2 separate regions of the Mus musculus genome follow, and region 2 is linked to region 1. The links are chromatin contacts, called in public promoter capture Hi-C maps. All regions are on one chromosome and are shown on one strand. The core of a region is the stretch at or near the end of the contact, and the rest is flanking DNA. Distances in the headings are between cores, read along the strand shown.

Region 1 (4,376 bases), core at 928-3,427:
ACATCAAGAATACCAAATTCAACAGACAGGAACTATACCCACCTTCTGCACTGACAGCACTTCTGTGAAGCTTATGCTAACACTCAGCCTGGTCTGGCCAAGTGTCCTACTTACAAATTACTAGTAGCAAGTCCACTGAAATGAGATCAAAGTACTAAGTCAGGAAATGTATAAGTTAATTTTTTTTCTAACTCAGAGGTAAGTCCTAGGGAAACAGGGAAACCCTTCTGCTACATCTTAAAGAGCTCAGCTATAAGCAAGCACTCTATGGTTTATGCTAAGACACTCTCTTTCTTCACAGTGTATGCAGAAATTAGTTACTCTCACCCTGTCCTCTGCCAACAACCCGGCCCAAGGGGCAGCCCTCCGCTGGTTTCTCTGATAGCCTCATTACTGCTCTCCCGGCTTCCAGTCTTGCACTCCTACAGCCTACTCTCCAGTTTGAATAAAGTAATTCTAGCTGCCATGGGAAGGCATCTCTTGTTTCTTTCCATTCTTCTCAGAACAAAGTCCATACAAAGCCCTTGAGGCTTTCTGACCTCACCTATCCACTCTGGTCATCAGGCTTAGAGCCTAAGTCAGCTATGCCTCAGGTGGCCTCAGGTCTGTCCTTCCTGTCTCTCCAGCAGCAGCTCCCCAGTCCCAAAGACTGGCACTTCTTGCTCCTTCATGGGTTTCACACGACCCATCCCTCTCACCTGCTGCACAGGAGACCTGTTTATTCTTCCCATCTGAAGGTAACTTGAAGCCTCCGAGAAGGGGCTTGTTTTCACAGACACCATATTGGCTGAATCAATCTTTTTTTAAATGAATTTTTAAAATTTTTATATAAATATACTTGACTTCCAACTCTTTTGCATCAAAGTAATTCAAGTCATAAATTAAACAAACTGGTTTTCAAGTAAGGCACTGCGGTGAAGTAGACATCATTGTGGTACCTAAAATCAGATGTGGCTAGAGCAGGAAAGCAGTTGACAAAAGATGGGGCACTACTTTCCCAGGTTCACTGAGATTCTTGAGGCTGGGGATGTATAGCATTTGGCAATGTGCTTGCCTCGAATGTACAAAGCCCTGAGTTTGATCCCCAGCAGTGCATAAACTGGGCATGGTGGTCCATGCCTGCAATCTCAGGACTCAAGGGGGAAGGCTGGAGAATCCATTCAAAGCCATTCCTGACCACACAAATTCTTTGAAGGCTAGTTTGGGCAGCATGAAAACTTGTCTCCAAAACAAAACAAACAAATAAATAATAATGTGTATATGAGAGCTATCTAAGTGAAAAGTGTTTTTAAAATATTTGCCACTAAGCCATCAAGAGGCTCAATCACACACTTTCTGCTGTGATGCTCTGCTTCCCTGCAGCCCAGAAGAGGAGGAGCTGGCAGCATGAACTGAAGCCTTTGCAACCATGAGCCCAGCTACATCCTTACTCCCTTGTTTCTCTCTGGCATTCTTCCACCGTGACAGAAAGCTAAGACAGGAGCGGACCTGGAGATTGGGGTGAGGGTGGAAGTGGGGATCAGGACACTCTCCACTCCCAAATGATCTGGGTGCCTCACTTGTGTGAACAACATGGCTCTAAGTGAATGCCTACTTACTCTGCAGGAACAGTGACAAAAGCACCCTCCACAAATCCTAGAGGAGGCTCTGGGTGCTGAGTCCCTTCCCACCTCCTGTCACAATTACCCATGCACCTCTCCCCTTTGCTGACTGTTCTGTATCCCTGAGCGCAATAAAACCTAACAACCATGATACCTCCCAGGAAATTACCCACCTGGGAGAAGTATAAAGACCCACAAACAATAAGGAATTATCATGTATTTGGCAATAACTCCTGATTTACCTCTCAAGAAATTAAGTCTAGAATCAGGAATTAAGGCCACCAAGCCTGACAACCTGAGTTAAATTCCTGGGATTCCACATGGTGGAAGGAGTGACCTGACTTCTGGAACTCTGTGTGTTTGCTATAGCACATGTACATACACATGAGTGTGTATACACACAAATGACAAATGAAATTTTAGGGTTTATTTTTTAAAAAAATAGAAATTAGGGGGAGAGGGGTCCTGGAGAAATGGCTCAGCAACCACAGCACTTGCTGCTATTTCAGAGGACCCAGATTTGATTCCTGGAATCCACATGGAATCTCACAACTGCCTGCAACTCCAGTTCCAGGAAATCTGATGCCCTGTGTGGCCTCTGTGGCCACTAGGCACACATGTGATCAAGCAGGCACACATGTAGACATAATGCTCATATACATAAAATAACAAAGACTAAGTTTCTGTGAACTTGATACTAGTTTAACCATGTGTCCACCCACAATTGCCACTTGAAACACCTAACCAGCCGTCTCAAACTTAACATGGCCAAAACAAAACAAAAATTACTTCCTCCACCAAAGCTTCCCAGTCCTCGGTTCAGACCAGCCATCGACTCACACTAAAAATCTCTTTCTTGCCTCAATACCAGCTCCCTTTTCAAGACATCATGTACATTTTACAAGGGTGAAGACTCCAACTACAAAATAAGCATTCAATAAATGGAGAGAGCCTTCTCACTGCAAATGTCTTAACCAATCTCACCTTAGCCAACACCACAGCAACACTCCTTCTGAGCTCAGGTTTCCCTGCCCTTCACAACCCATTCTCTACACGGGCCTTTCATATATATGGTTTGCAAGTATGTGAATGTGTGTGTGTGTTGTTCTCTACCTTACAAACTGAGACAGGGTCTCTCAATTGTACCCAGAGATTGCTGATTCAGCTAGTCTGGCCTTTACCCACTCTGTCATCTCTTCTTTTTAAAGGCATCTAATAGAAACCTTTAAAAAGTATTAATTTGCCAGGAGGTGGTGGTGCACACCTTTAGTCCCAGTATTTAGGAGGCCAGCCTGGTCTACAGAGTAAGTTCCAGAACAGCCAGGGCTACACAGAGAAACCCTATCTCCAAAACCCACAAACAAACAAACTTAACAAAAATAAAAACTTTCTCTACAATATAATAAAAAGATATACACTTATTGCCTTATCATATATTAGAATAGTTGACTAAAAAGAGGGATATCTGCTAATGGAGTGAACTTTTCATTCAGGTACAATTTTTTTTTTTTTTTTGTTTTTTGAGACAGGGTTTCTCTGTGTAGCCCTGGCTGTCCTGGAACTCACTCTATAGTCCAGGCTGGCCTTGAATTCAGAAATCTGCCTGCCTCTGCCTCCCAAGTGCTGGGATTAAAGGTGTGCGCCACCACCACCACCTGGCTCAGGTACAATTTTACCAAAAGTGCTTACTCATGATTTTACAAATGGTTAAACTTTTCATGAACTGTCCCTGGCAGCACAATTAACAAATAGATTATGAGGGGGAAAGATCCTAGTTATATGGTTAGGTTTTGTTTTATGTTTTGTTTTCTTTCTCTAATTTTACCTGGGCTTTTTATAATGTCTACAGAAATGTTTTCATTCGCTGGCTTACAGTTCTTGACTGACACCCTATCAGAATAGACTCCCAGGGACTATGGAACCACTCCTTTCCTCTCTCTGATCTCATCTGGGGCCACATCTTACTTTGTTTACCATATCCATCTCATCCTGCTCCTCTTAAGATGTCACGATTATTTCCACCTTAGGTTCTCAAATGTCACCTTCTTACCCAAGATGTATGGAGAAGAGTCTACCCTAGAACACTATTCTAATTAATTGTCCATATCATTTCAAAGTGTCTTGTTCACGTCACTGTTCTTATCTGCCTTCCTCCTTGCTGTTCCCCAAGCTCTGGATTAGTGTGTGGCATAGAACAAACACAAGTTGAATAATGAATGTGTAACTACCTCCAAACTTTAAAGAAAACAAGGTATGCATAAGCATAATATGTTCATAGTCTAGTTATTTAAACCACTACTCAAATCAAATCTACCCTATGAACTTTCTGAATTCAAAGGGTTTTTTTTTTTTTGTCTTTTTTTTTGGCTTGGGGATGAAAGTAGAGAAGCATCATAAAAATCTTGCTAATTATTTGGGGAATTAATGGGTCAGCTACCTTGGTTCACCATCTGGTCACAGCAAAAGCACACCAAGAACACTTACTAAGTTACTCTTGGTTGATGAGTTACAACAGTATTAAAGTAGCTATTGTACTTTCTGTTCTAATGATAGGATGAAGGAAAGAAGCCTTGAAACATGGTCCAAACTGGACCTTAAACAGCCTGGCATATGGACAGGAGCTGGGAAACATCAGGTAGAATGTGCCCAGATGGTTTCCCAATGTCTCCTGTTTACATCTCTTTGTTTTCTTTGTGACAAGGTTTCACTACATAGCCTGGGCTGGCCTCTGAGTGATGGAATTCTAGAAGTGTGTTACTATGCCTGGCTTCTGTA
Region 2 (4,376 bases), core at 667-3,166, 270 kb before region 1:
GTGTGGCCCTCTTTTTTGTCCTCCTTAGTACTAGGTCTGTGTAGACATCACTGGAGAATTTCAGGGCTAGAATCCTGCCTGTGGCAGTTTTCTAACCAAGTGGCTTTGAACAAGTTCCCAGGCATCACTTTCTCATGGGCGTTATGGAGCCCAGAGCCTGGCCTGTCGAGCAGAAAAGGCGCTCGCAGCTCGTGGCTGGCATACAGTAGATGTTCAGTTAATGCCCAGAACAACAAAGGAGGGTTAATGTTACTAAAAGTGTGGAAAGAACCACACAACCAGCACTGGGTGCCCACACTTGGCACATGTGCCCAGGGAATGGGGCAGAAGACAAATGTCCCTGACTTGGGGTTCCCAAACAAATGCTATTTGTGGCCCCGCTCTGTGTCCTGATAGGAGTCTGCACCCAGCCAGGCAGTGCACACAGGTCACTAGTGACATCCATTTTCACCCTTTTCAATGAGACCTCCTCTTTAGGGTGTATATGGCAGGATCCCTCTGATGGAACGACACCCTTTGTCCCTGGCTAGTTCTTATTGCTGGTTCTACTTTGCCTCCCCCTGGAAGCCCTCCCTGATTTTCCCTTCTGTCCATAGCCTGTTTTAGATCCCACTATCCCTACTCAACTGAAGCAGTGTTATGACCTCCATTAGATTAGGCAATGGAGGCTCTACCGAAGTGATAGGTCTGGGCTGTACAAACATCCCAGCTCCCTCACCCCTTGGACACGATAATTCTGTGTCACTCTCAGTAGCTTGTTAAATACCTTTTCTTAGTTTGTCAAGTTGGATCAAGCCTGGTGTTGCAGAAATGGAACCCAGGCTACTTTAGGAGGCTGAGGCAGGAGAATCACAAGTTCAAGACCTGCCTTACCTATAGTGTGAGTTCAAAGCTAGCCTGGGTAAGTTAGGGAGTTGCTGTCCAAAATTCAAAAACAAAAAAGAGAAGGTGCAGCTGCGGCCATAGCTCTGTGATGAAGTACCTGCCTAGCATGTGCAATTCCCAGGACAGCAATACATGAACATTTAAAAAGGAAGGGAGGAAGGAAGGAAGGAAGGAAGGAAGGAGGGAGGGAGGGAAGTTGGGAGTGACATGCATAAAGGTACCTAAGGAGTGCTCACCTTGAAGCAATCACTGATCAATAAGTTTTAATGTTTGGTAAGTCACATGACTGCCACTCAGATGCCAAGGGGGCACATCCCATCCCCGTCCGTAGCCTTGCTTGGCCCTCCCAGTCTCTAACTGCCTTCACTTAGGATTTGTGGTTTTAGGTGATGGTTTCAAATTCCACCAAGACTCTTCCAAAGAACTGGTTCCAGCTGCTGTGTGGGGCTGTTTACCTCGGCTGTCTGCCTTCTCTTCCCAGCCTATCTGCCCACTGCTACCTGCTTATCTCTCTTACCTCCTGCTTCAGCTGCTGGACCCCAAACCTTCCCCCCAGCCCTCAAAATACAAGCTATGGGCTGAGGTCACATATCTGGAGAGTGACCAGCCAGATGGCAGCTATTGCCACATACCCGTATAGCAGACTCCCTACCAGAGGGACAATGCCCTTCACATCCAGGCTGTGCCTGGTGTCCCGCCTCCTTGGCCAGCCTATATTATGGCTTCTTACCGTAGGCCAGGCCCTTGTCGGTGATCCTGGCCACCACACCGGGGTTGACACCGCCAGTTCCCTGTATGGACAGGAACAGCAGCCCCAGCAATGTAGAGAGCAGAGGTCCAGTCCCAGCCTTCATCCTGGATGCTCCGTGGGGGAGTGAGGACTGTGACAGAGTGGGCTGGCTCTGGTGTTCTTAACTAGTCAAGGCCCAGGGCTAGGGGGCGGTTCTTGAGGGAGGGCGGGCTCCTGGGAGCAGGAAAGAGAGGCCCAGGGAAAGAGAGGCCCACTGACTGGAACCCTCTTGCGACACCACAGGGGTGGGAGGTGGGGGGTGGGGGAGGGTCATTGTTGTGATCACTGCACAGGTTAGGAGGGCAGGCCTGGTGCCAAGGGGATAAGCCACTCCCATTCTCCCCTGCATGGAGAAGGGGGAAACCCCACACTCTCTGGAGGTTCTGCATTGCCTCTGCCAACCTTCTTGACTCTCTGCTAGGAAGGCCTGGTGTCACAGACAGGAATTTGAGGTTCACTCAGGGTCACAGCCCAGCCCATGAAAGCAGGAAGGAAAAGTAGGATTGTCTTCCCCTGCTCTCCGTTCTTTTAACTGTTTGTTTAAATAGGGACTTCTCCTCCCAACCTTGCAATGGGATAGCTGTCTGAACAGCAGCTTGGCATATCTTTCCAGCACCACGCCAAACCAAACACCACCCGAAAGCTCTCAGAACATCCTGATGCCCCATGACCCTAGCTGGAACTTGCTGTACATAACAGTCCGAGTTCTAATGTGTCAGCTGCCTTGCGCTGCATGACCCGGGCAGAGGAGTGAGCACCGGCTAAGGCGGCAGGGGAGAGGGACGGTGCCTGTCTTCTGAGAGTTGGGCTTGGCCGTGTCACCCTTCCAATTCTGCTTTCTCTTTTACCTTTTGTGAGGATCACGTGTGCCCCGTTTCCCTGCATTCTAGAAAATTCTTCTGTTTCTCTTTTCTTTCTCTCTCTCTCTCTTCCTTCCTTCCTTCCTCTCTCTCTCTCTCTCTCTTTTTTTTTTTTTGAGATGGGGGAGGGGGGTCTTCCTATGTAGCCCAGGTTGGTCTTGAACTCTTGATCCTCTTCAAGCCCTTTCTACTTTCCCAGTGCCAGGATTCTAAATGCAGCTTATGATAAAGATGTTGCCCGATAAGCACTCTAAGGTTTACAGAATAGAGAGCCTCAGGGACCCTCGCACTACACCAGAGCATGCAGTGCCTGTCCTCTTTAGCCTTTCCTCCTGAGTATAAACTAACACAACTCCCCTGAACTGCCCCGAGGGTTGACACGGAAAAGCCCTAAGCATGTAAAGCTAATGCACGCAGGAGGCAGAGGCTCTGTGGAATAATACTAAGGCATGAACAAAGCACCCATGCATGTGAGGCCAAACTGAAGCGCTCCACAGCCAGAAAGTAAGAGGAAAATAAAAGTGACTCACACCCAGGGCCATGAAAACTGCGAGAAATGGGTAGCCTTCCTGCCCACAGTCTAGTCTGTTCTCTCCCTGTGAAACCTCTTTGTGTTGAACATGTTGAAGCTTTGAGGGTTAGAGCTCCCTGGACTATCCAGGTTGCCAGCCCTTGAATAAACCTGAATAAATCTCACCTGCCAGCTCTCATCTCTCAAGGACCAGCTTCCAAGAGGCAGAGGGCAGCATCTGGGTCTGGTTTGGTGACAAAACTGCAGGAATAAGTGGGACTTGCCATTCCTAATGACACTATTGAAGGGCTCTATGCCTTTGGTCAAAGTCAAAATTGTCAAGAAGTTATGGAGGGCTGTCTCTGCTTAGGAGGGAGGATTGTGGGTATTTGTGGCTCAAGATCTAACTGTGTGGTAGAATGAGTTCTCAGCACACACAGGACATGTAACTCTGTAGCTTACTGGGCACTGAGATGTGGTCCTGGAGATTTGTATGTTTGTAGTAAGTAAAGATAATAAAATTCCAAAGCAGAAAACAAGATTTACAGTAGGGATGGGCCTGTGTTTTCAGCTTTTGCCCATAATTTCCAGTAATTTCAAACTTTGTTCCACCCTTGGCTCCGGGAACCCTTCCCTGACCACTCCCGTGTTTTCCTGAGATCCCAGAGTCCCTTGCACATCTTCCCCAGCGTGACATTAACCACATTCTGCTTTGTGGTAACAGAGGTCACTTAGAAACATGCTTGCAGATTCTTCGCTCCTCTTCATCAAAAGTGAAGACTGGGGCTGGAGAGATGGCTCAGTGGTTTAAGAGCACTGGCTGCTCTTCCAGAGGACTAGGGTTCAATTCCCAGCACCCACATGGCAGCTCACAGTCATCTGTTCACACCGGTCCCAGGGGATCCAGTGCCCTCTGCTGGCATCCTCAGATACCACACACAGATGGTGCACAAGACATAATAGATACAGGAAAAATAATTATACATATTAAAACATTTTCAAAAAATTAAAGATGGAGCCTGTTCACTTCCCATGAACTTGGGGTGCCTCAGTAACTTCATCAGACTGAATGGGAAGGGAATAATGATGTGACACGCAGGAAAGACTGGAGGCAGTGGGGTACTGTGTGCATGTGCAGCACAGGTCACCCCACAGGACTGCCTGCTCCATGTACCATGTTGTCCTTGTCACGGGGACAGAGGGTTGTGGAGGCCTTTGTCCCTGGGTCCTCAAGCCTGGTTATTTCCAGGTATGTCTTTTACTGTGTGGCCACAGCTAAGCATTGGTGGGGATTAGAAGGAAGCCGAGTCGGTTGAGGTCATCATATGCC

What was found. Promoter capture Hi-C pulls out the DNA fragments that hold promoters and counts their contacts.
Region 2: a contact with region 1 is called in a promoter capture Hi-C map of liver. The contact joins the promoter of Lbp here to the enhancer-like site in region 1. A contact is called at or near these places in 8 of 39 promoter capture datasets (the 3T3-L1 cell line, 3T3-L1-derived adipocytes, embryonic stem cells and 4 more), 1 of 484 Hi-C or Micro-C datasets (bone marrow-derived macrophages) and 3 of 9 other capture datasets (adipose tissue, liver and pancreatic islet).

What each region holds. Positions count from the first base shown.
Region 1 is chr2:158,037,667-158,042,042 of GRCm38.p6, reverse strand. The region is part of intron 2 of Rprd1b (regulation of nuclear pre-mRNA domain containing 1B); the gene reads right to left. Among named protein-coding and RNA genes, the nearest start is that of Rprd1b, 11 kb to the right of the region's middle. Within about 2 kb of position 2,177, at least 2 of the 459 cell types and tissues checked have an H3K27ac peak or open chromatin away from gene starts, as enhancers often do. A contact at or near this core is called in liver, where this site is marked.
Region 2 is chr2:158,304,033-158,308,408 of GRCm38.p6, reverse strand. It overlaps Lbp (lipopolysaccharide binding protein), which reads right to left and starts at 1,916. Exons shown (of 15, transcript NM_008489.2): 1 at 1,616-1,916. The coding sequence starts at 1,739.